Regions from separate parts of the Mus musculus genome. Here region 1 is linked to region 2. Evidence: chromatin contacts called from public Hi-C data. All regions are on one chromosome and are shown on one strand. The core of a region is the stretch at or near the end of the contact, and the rest is flanking DNA. Distances in the headings are between cores, read along the strand shown.

Region 1 (4,103 bases), core at 965-3,464, 110 kb before region 2:
GAGGCTGGGAGGTTAACGATACTTATTGCTCAGTTCCCCCTCCCCCCTCCCCCCCCCCCACACACACACAGGTAGAGAGACGGAGGCTCTGAATCATCAGAAACTCCATTGCAAGGGATCTGACAGTCTCTTCTGGCCTCCTTGGGTGCCAGACATGCAGTCAAAGCACACACACACAAATAGATAGATAGATAGATAGATAGATAGATAGATAGATAGATAGATAGATAGATAGATAGATGAATAAAATTTGAAATGAAGTGATAAACTCAGGGGTCCCTTCTCCAGCCCCTCCAACCCTTCAAATGCTCTCCTTTCCACAGCAGGACATGTCTAAGGCAGCAGTTCTAACCTTCCTAATGCTGCAACACTTTAATACAGTTCCTCGTGCTCTTGTGACACCTAACCATAAAATTACCTCGCTGCTACTTCATAACTGTAATTTTGCTACTGTTACGAATCACAATATAAATAAATATCGGATATGTAGACAACCTCTATGGAAGTTGAGACCCACTGGTCTAAGAAGACAGGAAGTCTGCTGACTGGTTGTTTAGTTTTTGTTCCCCCCCCCCCCGCCCCCACCCAGGGGCAGTTCTGTAAAAGGAAGAGTATATTATCCGCTATGCCCTTGTTCTGTGGTTTAAATGTAAAGCGCCCCCTACAGGCTGACGTGTTGGAACATTAGATTCCACAGTGCTATTTTTTGAAGGTTGTTGTATCTTTAAGAGGTGGAGCCTCACTGGAGGAGGAAGTATGTCACGAGGGTGGTAAGCCCCACTTCCTATCTGCCCTCTGCTTCCTTACTATGGATATAGTATGACCTTTCTTCCCACCATGCCTTTTTCCCATGGTGGATGGGATCCCACACACCATGTGCCAACTTCCTCCCTAAGTTGTCAAGCTTCTGGCCACAACAGCAAGAATAGTTAACTAATATGCTTTTTCTTCTGAAAACTTAAAAATCCAAGGTTATGCCAAAGTGATCAAGTGTTTTATAACCCCACTTTACTTATTTTAAATCAGCACAATGTCTGCAAGTTCAAGATGTGACTCTGGATATCCATAAGAGATACAACCCACATTAAACTTCCCAGTGTCAATCATGGCCGGCTCTAAAAGACAGCAAACTCCCTCTGACCCAAGTCTCAGTGATCAATCTCCAAGGAGTATTTTTTGTAAGAGGTGTGGGCCTGGCTGGATTAGCAGTAGGGCAGTCGTCTTGTGTGTATGAGGTCCTAGACTTGGTCCCCAGCACTGGCAATGAGGCAAATGAGATTAAGGCAGACAGGAAGAGGAGGAACAAGAGGAAGACAAACCAGAGACAGAAGAAGAGATGGAGGAGTTTACCTAAAACATTAAAACCTGGGTATGGTAGTTGACACCTAAAACCTCAGCGCTCGAGGGTCAAAGCAGGAGGATCAGGAATTCAAGGTCATCACCCCTCGCTGCATATATGAGATCAAGGACAGCCTAGGCTCTCTATGCAAGCCAAGGGGGAAAAAAAAAGAGAGAGAAAAAGAGAAAAAACATTTTTTAAAAATTCCTCAAAACCCATGGGAAAAATCAGCTAATTTTTGAAAAAAAGCACTAACGTTTATCTTTGCAGTTTAAACTTAAGGCAAATCAAATTCCAAACATGTTGAGTGGTTTGACCATTATCAAAAGCTGGAAAAGTCATGTAAACTCTTCAAAGTATTTAGGATGAAAATCAGTACCAAGGCACTTTTAGAAAGCAAAGAGTTAAAAAAAAAATCTTAAGTCATGAATAAAACCACAGGATTTCATCAGCACTTTCCCAAGCCTCAAAGAGGTGCAGCTGTTACTAATGTTCATTAGCTGTGTACTAGGGGAGGGGCAGGAGAGGGAGGGGAAGGGGAGAGGGAGGGGAAGAGGGAGAGGGAGGGGAAGAAGAAGGGGGGGGCATCAGCTCCACTTGAGTTCACTTTGTTTTCTCCAGAAAAAAAAGCAACAATACTTTAGACCCCTTACAGAAAATGGAACTTTCAGAAAGTTTTTGGTCTGGCTTTGATGACGACTGTAGTTTCCTCTCTGTTGAAAAGATTATATCTCGCCAGACATTCAAACACACCTGTTCCCACTAGACTCCACCTTTACTTGGGCTCTTAAACGACCCAGAGAAAAGGACTTAAAAGCCTACTATGCAAGTTTTGACCCTCTTTTAATCTAGGCTAAATGAGCAACCAACAACTGGCACACAAGAGTGAGAATCTAGTGGGAGAGCACTCCTGTCACTCCAGCAGAGGGGAGCTGAGGCAGGAGGACTGCTAATTCAAGGCCAGCCACAGGGTCTATAATAAGATCCTGGCTGGGGCTGGAGAAAACAGCTCAGCAGTTAAGAGCACTGACTCTTCTTCCTGAGGTCCTGAGTTCAATTTCCAAAAACCACATGGTGGCTCATAACCATCTATAATGGGATCCGATGCCCTCTTCTGGTGTGTCTGAAAACAGCTACAGTGTACTCATACACATAAAATAAATAAATTTTTTTTTAAAAAAAGAATCCTGTTTAAACAAATGAAAACTTGTGTGCGTGTATTTGTGTGTGAGAGATAGAGAGAAAGAGAGGGGGGGAGAGAAGAAGAGGGAGAGAGGGGAAGAGAGAGGTAAAGGGAGAGAGGGAGAGAGAAGGAGACTCTTCTTAGCCCAGCAACCAGCCTAGAATAGGGCATATTTATTCAGGAAAGTACCCACAGAGATATTTGTTCCATTCCTTCTGTTTGGCCAGGAAATATGGAGCGTTTGTAGATGAGAAATGATTCAGGGAATACAGTATTCTTTGGAACACAGCCCTCGGGACAGTAGCAACAGCACTGCCTGGAAACCAGTTAACGATGCACCTTCTCTGGGAACCCAGATCTACTGAAGTGGGGCATTTCATGGGTGGAATCCAGTAACATGTGTTGTGGGCCTCTTTACCCCACCATACTCCACTTTGAAACACTGATATGAATGAGAAAGAAAGCTTTCAATGGGCTAAATAATCAATGGCACAAGCTAGCCAGGTAGAATGGTGTGTATTTATAATTCTGGCATCTGGGAGGCAGAGGCAGGAGAATTAGCACAACCTTGAAGCCAGCCCAGGTTGCAACCTAGTATGTTTTAGAACCAGCCAAGCTACATAGAAAGACCCTATCTCAAAACCAAACCAAAACAAAACAAAACAAAAACAATACAGCCTAAAAGTGACTGCAAAGTATTGTCTGAATTAACAAAGGTTCCTGGCTTGCCCAAACTTCACTGAAGTTCCTACGTCTTCTAGATCCATCTCCAGTCGTAGCAAGAACCACACTCCATCCTTCCTGCCTGTCACCCTTAGTATTTGATCAGTCCCCTGTTTCACTGTCACCTTTGGACTAAAGAAGCTAACATACATGACCACTTGAAGCAGTGCATGCAATCTACACTACCAAAATTAGCATGTGCATGAGCTGAGGACGGGATGGACTCACCAACTACTGTGGGCTGTTTCAAAGTGACCTCCCCAGCTTCTGCCTGGTACCCATTCTCTCCCCCACCCAGCATTCACAAGGTAGCCCAAGCTCCTTCTGCACCAAGAGGCAATACAGCCCTGAATCCAGTCAGCCTCTGGGTTTTCAGCTCCTGAGATGAGTTTTTCAAATCTACAACAGAGACAAACCTAAAAGTCAAGGCAGTTCCAGAAAGGGGACTGGAAAAGAGAAACGTGTTTTGTTTTGTTTTTGGTTTTGTTTTGTTCTTTTAAAATTTCATTCAACCTTCAAGAAAAAACGGGAGAGAGCACATACTAGCAGCTTGACAACACATCTAAAAGCTCTAGAAAAAAAGGAAGCAAATTCACCCAAGAGGAGTAGACGGCAGGAAATAATCAAACTCAGGGGTGAAATCAACCAAGTGGAAACAAGAAGAACTATTCAAAGAATTAACCAAACGAGGAGTTGGTTCTTTGAGAAAATCAACAAGATAGATAAACCCTTAGCTAGACTCACTAAAGGGCACAGGGACAAAATCCTAATTAACAAAATCAGAAATGAAAAGGGAGACATAACAACAGATCCTGAAGAAATCCAAAACACAATCAGATCCTTCTACAAAAGGCTATA
Region 2 (3,906 bases), core at 104-2,603:
CCATGGCAACAACATCGCAGCAACAGAAACCCTAACAAAGACAAGTGTGATCTATAGTACGACAACAGTGCTTCAGTGGATGGTCTCACACCCGCTCACATATGGGCAGCACAAATAGTAATCAGTGGGCTAGAAAAGAGGGGATACGAAATTAGGTAGGAGTGGGTCTGGGGGGTCCAGGTGGAGGAAGGGAGGTGGATGTTATTGATTGAATGTTATATACATGTATGAACTTTTCAATAATAAAAACATTATATAGTATATATTATATATGTATATATTGTATGTGTTTATATTATATATGTATATACATGCATATATATTATATATATATGTGTGTGTGTATATAGAGACATTGTCCCTTGCTTAAGTAAAATTTAAGTGACACCCATTAAATAAGCTCAGCTGTAGCTAGGACCATAGGTTTACATTTCCAAGAGACATTATACACAGTGTCTGTGCATGAGAGACCCTGTAGAAGAGTTGATACAAATGCCGTTCCTCTGTCAGCTTTATACTTTCTCTTTAACATCAAGGCAGCGCTTCTCAACCTTCCTGATTCTGTGACCCTTTAACACAGTTCCTCATGGTGTGGTGATTCCCAAACATAAAATTATTTTTGTTGCTACTCCATAACTGTAACTATGCTACTGTTGTGAATCATAATGTAAATAGCTGACATACAGGATATCTGATGTTCGACCTCTCCTAAGGTTTAGAACCTTAAAACTTAAAGCAACTGCTAAGTGAGAGAATTTACAATCTCAAGCCTGTTATTTCTCAGGCGTAACTATGTATCTATCATCCTTTGGCATTTTGTCCATTTGTTTATTATGTAGCCCTGGTTAGGCCCGAACTTGAGATCCTCCAAGTGCTGAGATTAGACACCAGCCTGTGCTACCACTCTCCACCTCCAGGTTTCTGTTTGGTTTTACCTTGTATTTTTAAGGAAAGAAAAACAAACAAACAAACAAACAAAACAAACAAAAACTATCGCAGCCATTTGGTGGAGTGAAGTTAAAAGCGTGGATGAGAAGAAATCCCTTTAGCCTTCTTGATTTTCTTCTATTCACATTTTCTTACAACCCTCTGTAAAGCAGGAAGAGGAAAATAATTACGACTAAAATTGGCCACAGTAACAGCAGTTGCCACAAAAATAAACAGTCAAAAATACAATATAGAAACAACAGCAATATATTTGTCCTTGTGTTTACAGAACATTACAGACTCCCCGAGAAGAAGAGGGGAGCAAGGAAATCTTCACCAGGGAGATCCCAGAATATTCTAGACCACGCGGGGCTGGGCTCTCTCACAAAGAACCTTGGAGCTAGGCGTGCATCCTCACGATCCACCACAAGAGGGCGGTCATCAAAAGCGAGTGAAAGGTCACCCTGCCCTCCGCAGACACCGGAAGAGTAAGTCCCGCCTAAGGGGGTTGAGACTATTTTTATAATCAGAAGCTGCTGACAGAGTTAGGAAAACATGATCCAAATTAAGATTTTCTTCCAACCATTTTGGGGTTGTTAATCCCATCTCAACAATTAATTCCTAGAGATTTATTAGCAGTAATAATAAATTGTCCCATCTGCAGGGCAAAACAGAAACCAAATTAATTACTTACATGAAGAGATGTTAGTAATTTGCTAACATTAGGTAGATTTTATTTTAGGTACATTTTACCCAAAATATGGGATAAGGGAAATTCAGCCTGCATTCACCTTTTTTAAAGATGTGAATTTAAACGGAATCTAATTACTGAGAAATGAAAAACTTGAGTATAATTCTCACTTGTATTACTCTATAAAAGCCCTTTCCTCGCCTCTATGTTTTTCTGTGTCTTGCCAGGTTTTTCATGGAGAATGTACTCCTTAAAATGGCTTCCTCTGACACAGTTAGCTAAGGATTTAGACCTGCCGATCCAAAACCATCTGGCTTCCAAGTGCCAGCCAGTCCCCAGTAGCTTGCTCATTCTTGCTTTCTGGGATCCATATTTCTGAGTTGAGAAGTATTTTCGTGTCTGGACCATGGTACCACTTTTTTACTAGTTTTATAGGCAACCTTGGTTCCTCCTAACCTGTCTGTGGTCCTGTTTCCTTCTTTCTGAAATGGCAAACAAGAATTGTCTTACTTCATCAAGGGACGGTAACTATTTGACGTTGCTTGGTGTGTCAGGGTCCGGGATCTGCTCTGTGAATGCTAATCAGAGCCATTATTAGTGAGTTTTCAAATATCTGCTGAGCACCTACTATCTGTCCATGCACAAAATAACCAATGGTTCCTAACATGGTGGGCTTGCATTCTAGCGAGGAGGTGACAGTAAACAGCAGGCATTCCAGGCAGTCAAGAATGCTTTGAAGCAAGAAGATAAGCACTATGGGAAAGAACGTAGAGCAGGATATGGAGGCTTGCGGGGACTGATAATGGTTAGGCTTGCGAGGACTGATAATGGGTTTCGGGTTTTTTTGGTTTGTTTTTTTAGGGTACTTGGGTAGACCTCATTTAGAAGGAATGGCTTACATACAGAAGTTGGGGGCGTGGGTGTACCACACAGCTCTGTTGGAAAGAACACCCCAACCCTTTCTAGTGTTTTAAGATTTATAGATTTACCCACTTCCCTCCACCGTCCCCACTGTCATGACATAGACACAGATTAAGGCCTGGGCCCAAGACTAAAACTGTGAACTGCCCAGCTTTCTGAGTAACAAATGTCTGAAAATTCTGCGCAACCTGAGGAGCTCTTGTCTTCAGTCAACCACAATTTGTCCTACAGTGTGTGCTTAATCTGCCAGGCAGGATCCAGATCCTACAACCCTCCATCTCTGTTGTCAGCATCATTGCTCAGAGGCCAGTCTCTTCATCTCCTTCTTCATACGCCCCAGCTATATAATCTAAAAAACACAAAACCTTTGGAAGATGTAGAATCATTACTCATGTCCATAGACAACTCAAGATTGTCTTAAACTTCTTTTAATGATTTCCAAAATGCTTAACACAATTAATGATACACATATACACTTAATCCCTGTTGAATTGATGGGAAACCACGTTTGAAGGAAAATAGTGAAACTTGTAATGTCAGTTTCTCCCATCTGAAGGCCCTTGTTGATATTTTATAAACTATACAATATAATTTATGTGCAATGAGTTTGCTCTTTGCTGTATGCACATCTCTGAATATATGTATGTATGTATATATATATATATATATATATATATATACATACATATATATGTGTGTGTGTTTGTGATATATATATGTGACTACTGTCCTGATCAGGACATAGAACAGTATGTGACTAAACGTGTTTCCATGTCCCTTGGCAGCCATGGGACCTCCTTGGACCCCCAGGAACCACTGATTTGCTTTCTGTCCCTGGAGCATTCTCTTTTTTCTCTAGAGGGAATAATCTGGTGCAGAAGTCTGGCTTTTTTCACTTAGCATAATACAAATGAGGATGAGAAGTTTGTCCTTGTTGTGCATATGAGTAGTTCGTTCCTTTTGCCAAGTGGCATGCTAAGATGCATGGATAGATTGCAGAGTTTATCCTTTCAACAGCCAGATGACATTTGGAATTTGGGCTGTTTCCAATTTGGGGCAATTATGAATAAAGCTGCTATAATCCTTCATGTCCAGGTTTTTGTATGAACATATGCTTCCATTTTCCTTGGCTAAACACGAAGAAGTGCAGTTATTGGATCATGTGGTATGCTGAGCATTTGAAGAAAATACCACACACTGTTTTCCAGACAGAGTGAGACCCTTACCACCAGCAACCCCACCAGCTCTAGCCTTGGCTCCACTGGCACGTGACAATGTCACTTTATTTGATGACTTTATTAGTTTTTCACGATTCTAAAAAGTTTGCATCATGGTTTTCATTTTCATCTGTCCAGCAATACTGTGCT

The links. Hi-C and Micro-C count contacts between places; a contact is called where the count stands out from the background.
Region 1: a contact with region 2 is called in a Hi-C map of regulatory T cells, with 3 times the contacts expected there. The contact joins two enhancer-like sites. A contact is called at or near these places in 10 of 484 Hi-C or Micro-C datasets (the C2C12 cell line, CD4 T cells, DN3 thymocytes and 7 more) and 1 of 115 datasets of contacts at active chromatin or transcription factors (T-cell acute lymphoblastic leukemia).

What each region holds. Positions count from the first base shown.
Region 1 is chr13:30,190,237-30,194,339 of GRCm38.p6, reverse strand. All of the region lies in intron 1 of Mboat1 (membrane bound O-acyltransferase domain containing 1), which reads right to left. Among named protein-coding and RNA genes, the nearest start is that of Gm40869, 26 kb to the right of the region's middle. Within about 2 kb of position 2,214, at least 36 of the 459 cell types and tissues checked have an H3K27ac peak or open chromatin away from gene starts, as enhancers often do. A contact at or near this core is called in the C2C12 cell line, T-cell acute lymphoblastic leukemia and regulatory T cells, where this site is marked.
Region 2 is chr13:30,082,643-30,086,548 of GRCm38.p6, reverse strand. No RefSeq gene overlaps it. Among named protein-coding and RNA genes, the nearest start is that of Mboat1, 52 kb to the left of the region's middle. Within about 2 kb of position 1,353, at least 92 of the 459 cell types and tissues checked have an H3K27ac peak or open chromatin away from gene starts, as enhancers often do. A contact at or near this core is called in the C2C12 cell line, T-cell acute lymphoblastic leukemia and regulatory T cells, where this site is marked.